Linked DNA regions of Pan troglodytes: regions 2 and 3 are each linked to region 1. A link is a contact called in public Hi-C and HiChIP or PLAC-seq data. All regions are on one chromosome and are shown on one strand. Each heading gives the region's core, a stretch centred on a gene start, on an enhancer-like site or on the middle of the called end of the contact. The rest is flanking DNA. Distances are from core to core; before and after follow the strand shown. Region 1 holds the start of ADPGK (ADP dependent glucokinase). Region 2 overlaps NEO1 (neogenin 1). Region 3 holds the start of NEO1 (neogenin 1).

Region 1 (3,530 bases), core at 366-2,865:
AATCTAGAAAGAAGCAGAATTAGGTGCAAAGTGCTGGAAGTTTAGCAGCCTCTTGTGGGAGCAAGAAAGCCCCAGGCAGGTTTCTGTCCACATCACTTTAATGTGGAGCACTCTCCTAGTCCTCTAGATCTGTCTGTTCTATGGCCTTCCCACAGTTCAGCTTCCTGTGCTCCCCAAAACTTCACCTTGGAAACATATTTAACTGGTTCTGACCTTTAGCCTTGTGTGACTTTGTGGGTCCACAGCCAATATCAAATGACTACAGACAACAGACACTTGGTTAAAATTCTCAATAGAGGGAAATGATCGCTGGACAGTCAGCAGACTCGCTGTTTTCAGGTCAGCTGCTGGCTCAGTCCCCTCTGGGTGCCAGGGAAACCTGACAGCTGAGGGTTGTGAGAAGAAGCAGTTTCTCTAGGAACTGACTGACATGTCTCCCTAAGGAGAGAGGTGACAGGCAACTCTAGGGAAGATGGCTTTCATGGCTTCACAAAGATCTGACTGGCTCTTTGGCTTCTTTTCCAAGGTAGCCCAAATCTGTTCCTGTGTGAATATCTTTGTCGAAAGGGATGGCATGGTCAGGTAGGCTGGGTAGGATGAACTGCGGGAAGGTAGATGACCAGGATGGGGAAGTTCTGATGAGGTGGGGCTGAGGAGAATGAAGACTAATGCCCAAGATCAAAGTTAGGGAAATAAAGTTTCGCTGCCAAGTCCAAAGGTCAGGGTCACAGTGGAAAACTGGACACAAAGCCAAGGTCAGGAGCCGAGAGAATTGGAAAAGTGGAAACAAACCAGGGAACAAGATTAGGCCGGGCATTGTGGCTGATGAGAATGAGCTGGTACCCAGCCTAGCTTCACTGTCTCTCAACCTAGCCTCATGCACAGAAAAGTATCAGCGAAGAGAGGGCTGGGTTTAAGTGATGTCACCAAAGGGGAACAAAAGAAAGCAGCGTTTCTTAACCCAGGTCCATAACTCTCGTGTTGTGCACAAGATTGTGTGCATTTTCCAGAGTTTGTTAAAGGGAACAGCGCCCCCAAAAGGGTTAAAGTTTGATTGTGGAATAATCTGGTTATCCAGAAGAGAACGATCTCTGCGGGCTCTCCTGTCTCGACGAAGTCCTTTAGTGGCTGAGGGTCTCGGCCACCTTCCAAAGGGGCGGAATCCCCCTGCCTCGCGTACCCCAGGGGTCTCGGCAGCGCCGCTATTCTGTGAGCCTATTCCTCTCAGAAGCGCCGAGCACTAGGCCTGGAAGAGGACAAGTCTAGCAAATGAGGGGACACAGGGGCGGAGGGAGGGATTAAAAGATGGGGGTGTGATCCGTGCCAATGGGGACACCCACTGGTTCGAATATTAACGCGAGGTTCGTCCGCTTCTTCACAATCTGTCCGTTTCGTTTTACTGCGAAAGCAAATGTGTTCCCATCCCTCTATTTGGGGATACGATTAGAGTTCCGGGAAGGGGGTGCAGCGCCCGGACTGGCACAACCTCCGTTGTCCCACCTCCTCCAGGGCGGCAACACCGCAGTGCCAGGCCTGGGACTGAGGCGTGGGGTCCGCCCCGGCTCCGTCCTGGCGCCGCCCGTCGCCCCGCCCCTTGGGGGGGCCCCGTGGCGCACCCTTGTGACGTAGCGCTTGTGTCGACATCGGCGCGCGCCGAGCCCGGAAGAGGCGCGGGCTAGGAAAGGAGTTGGTTCGCGCAGGTGCGGCGCCTGGGTCCCCATGGCGCTGTGGCGCGGCTCCGCGTACGCGGGCTTCCTGGCGCTGGCCGTGGGCTGCGTCTTCCTGCTGGAGCCAGAGCTGCCAGGCTCGGCGCTGCGCTCTCTCTGGAGCTCGCTGTGTCTGGGGCCCGCGCCTGCGCCCCCGGGACCCGTCTCCCCCGAGGGCCGGTTGGCGGCAGCCTGGGACGCGCTTATCGTGCGGCCAGTCCGGCGCTGGCGCCGCGTGGCAGTGGGGTGAGTGCCAACGGGGCCTGGGTCTCTGAGCCTCCGAGGTCGGCCTTGGAGGTCGGGCGGAGCCGCGCAGAAACAGGGCTTCTCAGAGGTCCCCGGGAGGCGCTGCTGTCCGCGCTGGCCCCTTGGCGAGAAGTGTCGGACGTCTGAGTGGAACCCGGTTCGTCACCGCTGCTCTTTCCACTCGGCTGGCCTCTGCGCCTTTCTCTCATCCCGGTAGGACCAGCCCTAACAGCTTCTTGCTAATCCCGCTTTGTCTGACACCTTTCTCCGAGCCTTCTTCCTCGTTCCAACTTTTAGCCCCTTTTCTTCTGGCGACTGTTGTTTTGCAATCAAAGATACTTGACCTTACCCACTATGATAACACTCTTCTTCCTCTTTCTTCTGAACTTCTTGAAGACGCGTGATCTCTGCCTTTACCCACTTTCTTTCGAAACGCCGTGTAGTCTAGAAACCACACGACTGTACTGCAACTCCTCTCAGATTTGCCTTTTTGAATCTTCATTAGCTACTCTGCAGCCTTCCACGCATTGAACACGCCCTTCTCCGTGAAACTCTTTTCTTCCCCTGACTTCAGTGACACTGCATATTTAAGGTTCTTCCAAATGACACTACCTCCTTTCTTTGTACTTTTCTTTGGGAATGTAATTATTCCCTTTATAGTATTGATACTGTAAACACTAACTTTAGTCCCTGTCTCAGTTCGATTTGACTTTCTTGCCATAATCTCAGAGTTATGTATAACCACCACATAAAAGCAGGCCCTCTACCATGTAGCTCACTACTTTCTGTGGAGTGTTGGGGCCGGGAGGGGTAAAGTAGAGCAAACTTGTCCTGAAGATTAAATGACATCATTCATGTAATCTCTCTAGCATAGTGCCTGCTTTAAAAAGCATTCGATATTAGCTATAATTTTGGGGGTTTTTTTTTTTTTTTTTTGGGGACACGGTCTCTCTGTCGCCTAGGCTGGAGTGCAGTGGTGCAATCACTGCTCACTGCAGCCTCGAACTCCCGAGCTCAAGAGATCCTTCTGCCTCAGCCTCTGGAGTAGCTGGGACGACAGGCAAGCACCACCACGCCCAGCCAATTTTTTATTTATTTTATTTTTTTTTTAGTAGAGTCGAGTTCTTGCTATATTGCCCAGGCTGGTCTCGAACTCCTGAGCTCAAGCCAGCCTCCCATCTTGGCCTCCCAAAGTGCTGGGATTAAATTGTCCTTCCTTGCTTTATGCACGTTCATTCAGCAGATATTCACCAACTACATGGTTAGTGTCAGGTCTGTGCTAGATTCTTAAGATACAGAGATGGGTGAAGCAAGGCCCCTGTCTCACTTGTTGGAAACATATTATTGTATCAGTCATTTGGGCTGCTAGAACAGAATACCACAAATTAGGTGGATTAAACAAATCTGTTTTCTCATGGATCTGGAGGCTGATAGTCCAAGATCAAGGTGCTGGCAGGATTGGCTTCCGATGTGGCCTCTCTTCCTAGCTTGCAGCCAGCTGGCTTTTCAGTTAGTCTGCGCATGTACACTCCTGGTGCCTCTTATTCTTCTTATATGGACACTAGGTCCTTTTGGAAT
Region 2 (3,530 bases), core at 663-3,162, 490 kb before region 1:
ATGCTACAAATATAAACAATTGGTATGATCAAATATGAACAACTGCTGCAAACATGAACAATTGGTATGATTGGTCTAATCATGACTTAAATGCTTATCGTTGTCACAGAACTTCAATATCTCAGCACAAAGGATGATCTGATCCACACTTAAGACCAATCTCCTACAGCTGCAGGACCAGTTTACTGGTTCAGTTTTCTTCTGCCAGCCTAGTTAGCTTCTACATAAATTCCCCAGCTTTTCAGAACATGGACTCAACTCTACTTTGGCCAATAAATGTGTGGCTTTTAACACATGGTGCTGATTTTTCAGGAAAAAAAAAAAAAGGAACAAAAACCAAAAGCTAATAATAGGTCACAAAAGAAAGGAAAGAAAAGAGAGGCCATCTACTCATTTACCTTGATCATTAGGCATTTTATCAGAGGAGTCCGCTAACAGGCCAAGCACAGGGGAAGAAAAAACAAGAGCAAGGATCACAAGCTTTGAAGATGGGACAGGCAGAACTTTTTAAAGGAAAAAAATTAAAACCCCCACAAACTTCCAGACAAACTGAAACTTGACTTTAGTACTAACAGAAATTAAATTCATACAGGGCTTCCATAATTCCTTAGATTCAGTCCCCAGTTAAATTTTATTAGGCTAGGCTTACTTGGTTCAGTGCTTTATCTTCATTTTCTTATCTAGGGTTTTATTTAAAAGGCCCTTTTTAGTCTCTTTTTCTCTGTAACGTCCACAAATAAGTCTTTCAGGTTAATAGCCTGCCTGAGTTGAACCATCCATCACAAGAACACACTACTCTTTCTCTATATGGGAATCAAAAGAATCACATCTGATCTGACCGGTAAAAACTTTTAGATCACTGCAATTCATCTGCCCCAAATAGCCTGGAGCCAGTGTCCTCTTTTATATGATATGTTTAGGCTGGTAACCCAGGGAGCACTGATTTGGTGGTCAATGAGTAGGTGAGGAATCATTCTGGGATAAATCTTCACATCATGGCTCACAAGCTCATCATTAAGACTTCATATACTATCCACAGACTCTATATGCTCAAGTGATAGTGTCAGCATAGCCCCACTAAAGAGACACACAACAAAACCCTCAGCTTGGGGAGCATTACCTTTAGGTGTTCTGAATTGGACAGCTTCAGACATGGGTCCCATGCCCTTTGAGTTCCGTGCCTGGATTTTGAAGTAGTATGGTGTGTCAAGAGTTAACTCTTGTATCTGGTGAGTCAGTCTGTTTCCCACAACAGGCTCAATAACCCAGTCATGTATCTCTGCATTCACATCTGTACTGTAATATATGATGTAACCTGTCCAAAGGAATTAATGGGAAAAGAAATCTCACTCCTGCTTTTCCTTTTGCCTTCAGTAAATCAATAAGTACCTATTACATCATATGCATATTATAGCATAATATTTGAATAATGTACCCTCAAGGGTCTACAATTAAAATAATGCAGTTTTGAAAACCAGGAATTGCCTGACAGGCTGTTTTAGCTCTTACCGATGTGATCTCCTAGGAACTCCTGGGCAGAGCCACAGTGAACTGTCACCTGATACTTCCACCAGGGGGCACTTAATCCCCACATTGAGAAGGGAAGCGTCACAACCATGAATCTATCTGACCCACAGCAAAAGGGCACTGCGCTGTTGCCGGTTTTAAAAGACAAAGTAAAATGTAATCCAAGTCAAGTAATGATTCATTCTTTCACAAAAGAGGCAAAGTCAAAACCTAAAAAAATGACATAAAGACCAGGATGTACAGAAAGAGATTCCTACTGAAAGCAAGAAGCAGGACAGTGCTAAGAAAAGCTTTCCATTTCCTTAGGCCACCTATTCATACAGAGGAACTTCAGGGCAAACCCCAGTTCCTCAGCACACACCTACATGGGGCAGAGGCGCCAAAGGAAGTAAGAGCAGCTGAACCCCATCAGGCTTCCCTCCCTGATAAGGCTGAGGAAGGCAGAGTGTCCCCTCTACTGTGGAAGGTTTTCCTCTGAAAGTACAAGGAAAAAATTCCAGGTCCCTACAAAGACCTAGGCCAGTTCACACTTTTAACTCTAATTATAAGAGCACAGGTACTTGAAGTAGCAGGTCTCAGGGGGCAGTGAAAAGGAATTAAATATCTAATGGGCTTTTTTTTGTGTGTGTGGCTTCAGGGTACAAGAGCAGAATCTCTGTTTATTGGGTATTACTCTACAGAACCAGGGAGGGGGTATATAATTCTGAAGCTGTCCATCTAGGCGGAGACAGAGAAGAACAGCTTTCCTAAGGAAAATAAATGTCTACAAAGTCCCACTATAGCCAAAGGCTGTCTAGTGCCTCCCATCCCCGACTGCAGTCAGAACCACCAACAGGCAACCCATTTTATGCCGCCATGGGCGACCAGCACAGCCTCACCCCAATTTCAAGGACCATCATGACTCACACCTTCCCATAAAATGACCAAGCCAGCCTTCAGACTCCCACTTCTCCCAGCAACACGGTACTCTCCTGGAATACTCCTGTCAGGCAGGAAGAGGGCACAAAGAAATGCACACTTGATTGCATCTTACCTGTAATTTTGCCATTGGCTTCTGAGGGAGGCTGCCAATTCACAATTATGGTCTTAGGTTTCCCCTCTTTACTCACAACAGTCACATCCTTGGGTGGAGAAGTCGGAACTACAAAATAACAAAATTTTTAATAATTTCTGTCCATTTCAAATTAGTTCACTATTTCTTCAACCTTTTCCACTTGTAAGGCAAAATAAAGGGCACAAGGCAAAAAAGATAAAGCTTCTGGCTTCAAAGAAATCACAGTTTGTCTATCAAAAGTTCCAATCAAAAGAAGAATATTCAGAGTACCAAAGAGGAAATACCATACTATGAAGATACAGAATTGGCATCTTGGCTGGGAGTCAGGGATAAACAGGATAATTAGGTAGGAAAGTCAAGTGGCATTTGTACCAAGTACCTACCGTATACCAGGTAATGTACACATAGTATCTCACTTAGTATTTGCAGAAAATTTGAAAGGTAGTTATCACTATCTCTGCTTTATGGATCAGGACACCAAAAAATTAGAGAAGTTATGTAATTCATCCAAGATGACTTCTTCCCTGTCACACTGGATTATTTTGTTAGAATACTGTAAATTGTAAAACAGTTTTCTCTCTCATTTATAGTTGGCTCTCCAAACCAAATATAGCTGTTTTTTTTTGTTTTTTTTTTTTTTTTGAGATGGAGTCTAGCTCTGTCACCCAGGCTGGAGTGCAGTGGCACAATCTCCGCTCATTGCAACCTCTGCCTCTTGGGTTCAAGTGATTCTCGTGCCTTAGCCTACCAAGTAGCTGGGATTACAGGTGTGCACCACCACATCCAGCTAATTTTTGTATTTTTAGTAGAGATGGGGTTTCGCCATGTTGGCCAGGCTGGTCTCGAACTCTTGGCTTCAGGTGATCTGCCCACCATGGCCTCCCAAAGCACTGGGATTACAGGTGCAAGCCACCACTCCCAGCCCCAAATATAACTTTTAAAAGCCCTA
Region 3 (3,530 bases), core at 732-3,231, 270 kb before region 1:
TTTCAACTGCTGAGTGTATCCTGCTCAACAATACCGTAAGGTCCTTCCCGGAAGGCTTGGCATTTTTGTTCGTTGGTCCCCTTAACAGGAATGCAGGTGGTTTCAGTAATCTATAATATTCCAAAAAAGAACTGAAAATGGCTTTTGAGGTTCAATGTTTATACAATGCCATCTGAAAACATTGTACAAGTACCTAAAATCTGATGCTTAGACAATTTCCTTGGTTAAGAGTGGTTAATAGGCTGTAAATATAGTTGTAATCCCCAGGAAAGAAGAGGCATTTCATAACGGAAACACTAACAGACACGATCACTCCGAGCCGCTCTCCAAGGCGTCCTCATCGTTAAATCAACACCAGGGGTTGTGAGCGGGCAATTGTGCCCCTCTGACACCCCCGCTCTTCCGCAGAGTCGGGCTCCAATCCCCGCGCGAGGAGTCCCTCGAGACTAGCCAGCTCTTCCCCGAGACTTCGGAAGCTGGGAAATCCCTGGCCAGGGAACCCGGAGTTCAAGCCCCCTCCCCTTTCCGTTCCTGAAAATTAATGAATTGGCCGTCCGATTGTTTATTTAATGAGGTGTGTAGTGGCCTCTACTGGTGCTAGTGTGAGCACAAGAATGTCCCACTCTTACAAGTGGGATGAGCCTGGGGGAGGGGAGAGAGGCGAGGGGTGAACCTGCCTCCAGGTACAAAGCTGGGAACTAGACCCCTGCGCCCCCGACCTGCCCCCCGGCAGCCGCCCCTTCCCCGGTGGCGCCCCCTCTCGCCCTTCTCCTCCCCACCACGCGCGATCCCCTTTCTCTTCGGCAACCGGAGCCGAAGCAGAGAAGTTCCTGCACGTTTCCTCCTGGATCCTAAACAAAAACACCGCAGCCGCGGCCGCCTGAGCCGGTGCCGCGCCCCCGCGAACCCCCGGGCCCGCGCCCGCCGCTTACCTGGGGACTGCGGCGCGGAGCCGCTCCTGGCGGCCGCGGCGCCCGGCGCCCGGCGCCCGAGCAGCAGCAGGCAGTAGAGCCAGAAGGAGGAGGTGCCGAGGAGTCGCCGGGCTCCCCGCTCCGCCGCCATCTCTTCCCCGGGAGTGAGCGGCAGCGGCGGCGACAGCGCCGCGGAGCCCTTGCCTCCTTCCCTCCCGCGCGCCTCAGTCGGTCCCTCGCTGCAAGCTTGGCTCCCGCGGCCGCCGCTGCTCCAGCCCGGCCCGGCCCGGCCCGCGCAGCACCTCTCGCGGGAGGGGAGACTCGGGGGCGCCTCCCTCCTGCAGGGGGGCGGGGAGGGGAGGAGAGCGAAGAGGGGGAGTCAGTACATTCCGGGGCGGGGGGGGGGCGGTGGGTCGGTCTCCAGGTTCCAGGCGCCGCCACCCGCCGCCGACTCCGGCTCCACACACCAGCGCGAGGGGGGCGGAGACCGCGGACGGCGGGGGCGGGGGCGGGGGCGGGGGCGGGGGGCGGGAGTCCCGGGCGCGCACACGCGCACGCGCGCGCCTCCCTCGCCCGCGCCCCCTCGGCTCCGCGCGCGGCCCGCCCCCGCTCCAATCCCGGCTGCCGCCTCACGGGCCGTGGCGGGCCCACTCCCCTCCCCCTTCTCCCCGGAGCCGCTGACGGGTGCGGGGCGCGCGCGCCGGGCGCTGCTGCTGGCGTCAGGGAAACCCCGGAGAAGCGGATCCTCCTGCTCCTCCCGCCCGCTCGCCGCAGCCCCTCGGCTCCGCGCGCCCCCGCCTCCTCCTCCTCACTTCGGGGACAAATTCCCCCCTCACCTCCCCAGATGCCTCTGGCTGCAGAGACCTGAGGGCGAGAGGCGCTCCGAGCTCAGGCTGGTCCGGGAGGCCGGCGTGGGCGCGCACCTCTGCACAGTCCGGGCCTGGAGCCTCTATATAGGGCCTCAGAGGAAACCGAATGGCCTCCGGGAGGAAACCTGGGTGCGCAGTGGGTCGGCCCGGGGATTTATGTGCTCGCCAAAAACAATAGCGATCCCGCCCGACTCTTGCTGAGCCCTGGCGCGGCTCCCGTGGGAGGGGGCCGGCCGCGCAGCCGCTGACCTCCGGCTTCCAAGCCGGGCCGCCGTCGCCGCGCGCTTCCCCCGGGCAGCGCCGGGACCCGCCCGAACCGCGCCCCCACCCGCATCGCTCGGCCCGGGTCCAGGGAACTAGGCACAGACAAAGGTGCCCGCTGTCCACTTCCTCAGCTCGTGCGGGGGCCCCGACCGAGCCCTGGGACTCCCCGGGGCCAGTCTTCTCGCAGTAACTGCTACGTTTTACCTGTACCTTTGCGGGACACTTGGCGTTTTCCTACCTGGGAATCACGTCTTTCGCTGATAAACCAAGGAGCAAGTGGGATATGATTTTAAACCACTTAGTAATCGTGAGGCAGCACCCAGGCTACACAAAGTTAAGAGAAAGCAGTTTGTAGTTCCACTGCTGATGAGACTATTGATCATTTTATATACTGCACCCATGAAAAATTTTTAAAGAAAATTTATTTGTATGATTACGCAAGCAGAGTCACGTTTGGTGGTTGATAGGCGTTGGGTTTTATTCACTCTTCTGTATAGTCGATAACCGAAATGTCTTGCTTCCCACAAGAAAATGGCTATTTCACTAACATATCCCTCTGTGCTTTCTCATAGTTACTTTCCAAAGATATTTTATTCTAAAGCGCCAAAATGAACAATGTAAGACATGGATTAACGTCGGGAGGGAAGAGCTCAGAATCTTCATAAAACCTTAAATCATCAAAACGGTGAAATTAGGAATTCTCATCCCAGTTCTTTGAAACAATTGACTTAATAGAGGAAACACATGCTTATGGTTTTTCACTAGGGAAACCATTTAAATACCTTTTTGTTTTGGTTAGACTTGTTAACCAGCAAAAATATTTCCTAAATACCCGTGATTGACCTGTTAAATTAGAAATAGATTACCTCCCAATTACTTCACAAGTATTTGCTTAATTAACCTTTAATAATCACATCATTATTCAGTTTTCTGAGATAATGAGAAAAGCTCTTTGAAAACTGTGAATTGCCTTGCAAATGTTAATTTCCTGATATCTTTTCTAAGTCTGGAAAAATTTCATTATATTAAACCTATAACGTGTAATATGACTTCTGAGATGAAGCTTACATTTATCTCCAAGTTTTGAAAAATACATGAGTTGTGGCTAATAACAGACTGATTTTCATATATGACTTATATGAACTGTCTCACTAATTTATCAGCCCACTGTGTATATCAAGTTAATATCAAAAAGTTTAAAACAGTTGTATATTTCTGGCTTGTGATTAAATCACAATTTTAATAAAACCCACTCTATTAAACCACTAGTAGATGGAGCCCCAGATTAAAGCTACAGATCCTAAATCAGTTCAAGATAGTTAAGTAACTCAGGCACACACTTGAATTCAGCTCCTTTACTTTGTTTCAAAGTCACTGACACTGTCGACATGCCCTTTAAAAATCATCATTGAGTAATTAACCTGTTCTTTGTTTAGTAAAGCATATCTGAGAAAAGATTTTCTTAGGCATCTCTTTTATCATTCTT

The links. A called contact is a pair of places that touch in the nucleus more often than the background predicts. HiChIP or PLAC-seq counts read pairs in DNA pulled down with a chosen protein or histone mark.
Region 2: a Hi-C map of induced pluripotent stem cells shows a contact between it and region 1, with 2.0 times the contacts expected there. The contact joins the enhancer-like site here to the promoter of ADPGK in region 1. A contact is called at or near these places in 3 of 7 Hi-C or Micro-C datasets (induced pluripotent stem cells and stem cell-derived neural progenitor cells) and 1 of 1 datasets of contacts at active chromatin or transcription factors (stem cell-derived excitatory neurons).
Region 3: an H3K4me3 HiChIP or PLAC-seq map of stem cell-derived excitatory neurons shows a contact between it and region 1, with 14 times the contacts expected there. The contact joins the promoter of NEO1 here to the promoter of ADPGK in region 1. A contact is called at or near these places in 1 of 7 Hi-C or Micro-C datasets (stem cell-derived neural progenitor cells) and 1 of 1 datasets of contacts at active chromatin or transcription factors (stem cell-derived excitatory neurons).

The regions. Positions count from the first base shown.
Region 1 is chr16:64,750,540-64,754,069 of NHGRI_mPanTro3-v2.0_pri, reverse strand. It overlaps ADPGK (ADP dependent glucokinase), which reads left to right and starts at 1,615. Exons shown (of 7, transcript XM_016927157.4): 1 at 1,615-1,952. The coding sequence starts at 1,720. It overlaps LOC107968372 (a long non-coding RNA gene), which reads right to left and starts at 1,586. Exons shown (of 2, transcript XR_001709469.4): 1 at 1-1,586.
Region 2 is chr16:65,238,018-65,241,547 of NHGRI_mPanTro3-v2.0_pri, reverse strand. NEO1 (neogenin 1) reads right to left here. Exons shown (of 31, transcript XM_016927160.3): 20 at 2,561-2,668; 21 at 1,121-1,315; 22 at 399-431. Among named protein-coding and RNA genes, the nearest start is that of HCN4, 96 kb to the left of the region's middle. Within about 2 kb of position 1,912, at least 5 of the 24 cell types and tissues checked have an H3K27ac peak or open chromatin away from gene starts, as enhancers often do. A contact at or near this core is called in induced pluripotent stem cells, where this site is marked.
Region 3 is chr16:65,017,130-65,020,659 of NHGRI_mPanTro3-v2.0_pri, reverse strand. NEO1 (neogenin 1) reads right to left here and starts at 1,981. Exons shown (of 31, transcript XM_016927160.3): 1 at 1,776-1,981; 2 at 933-1,249. The coding sequence starts at 1,062.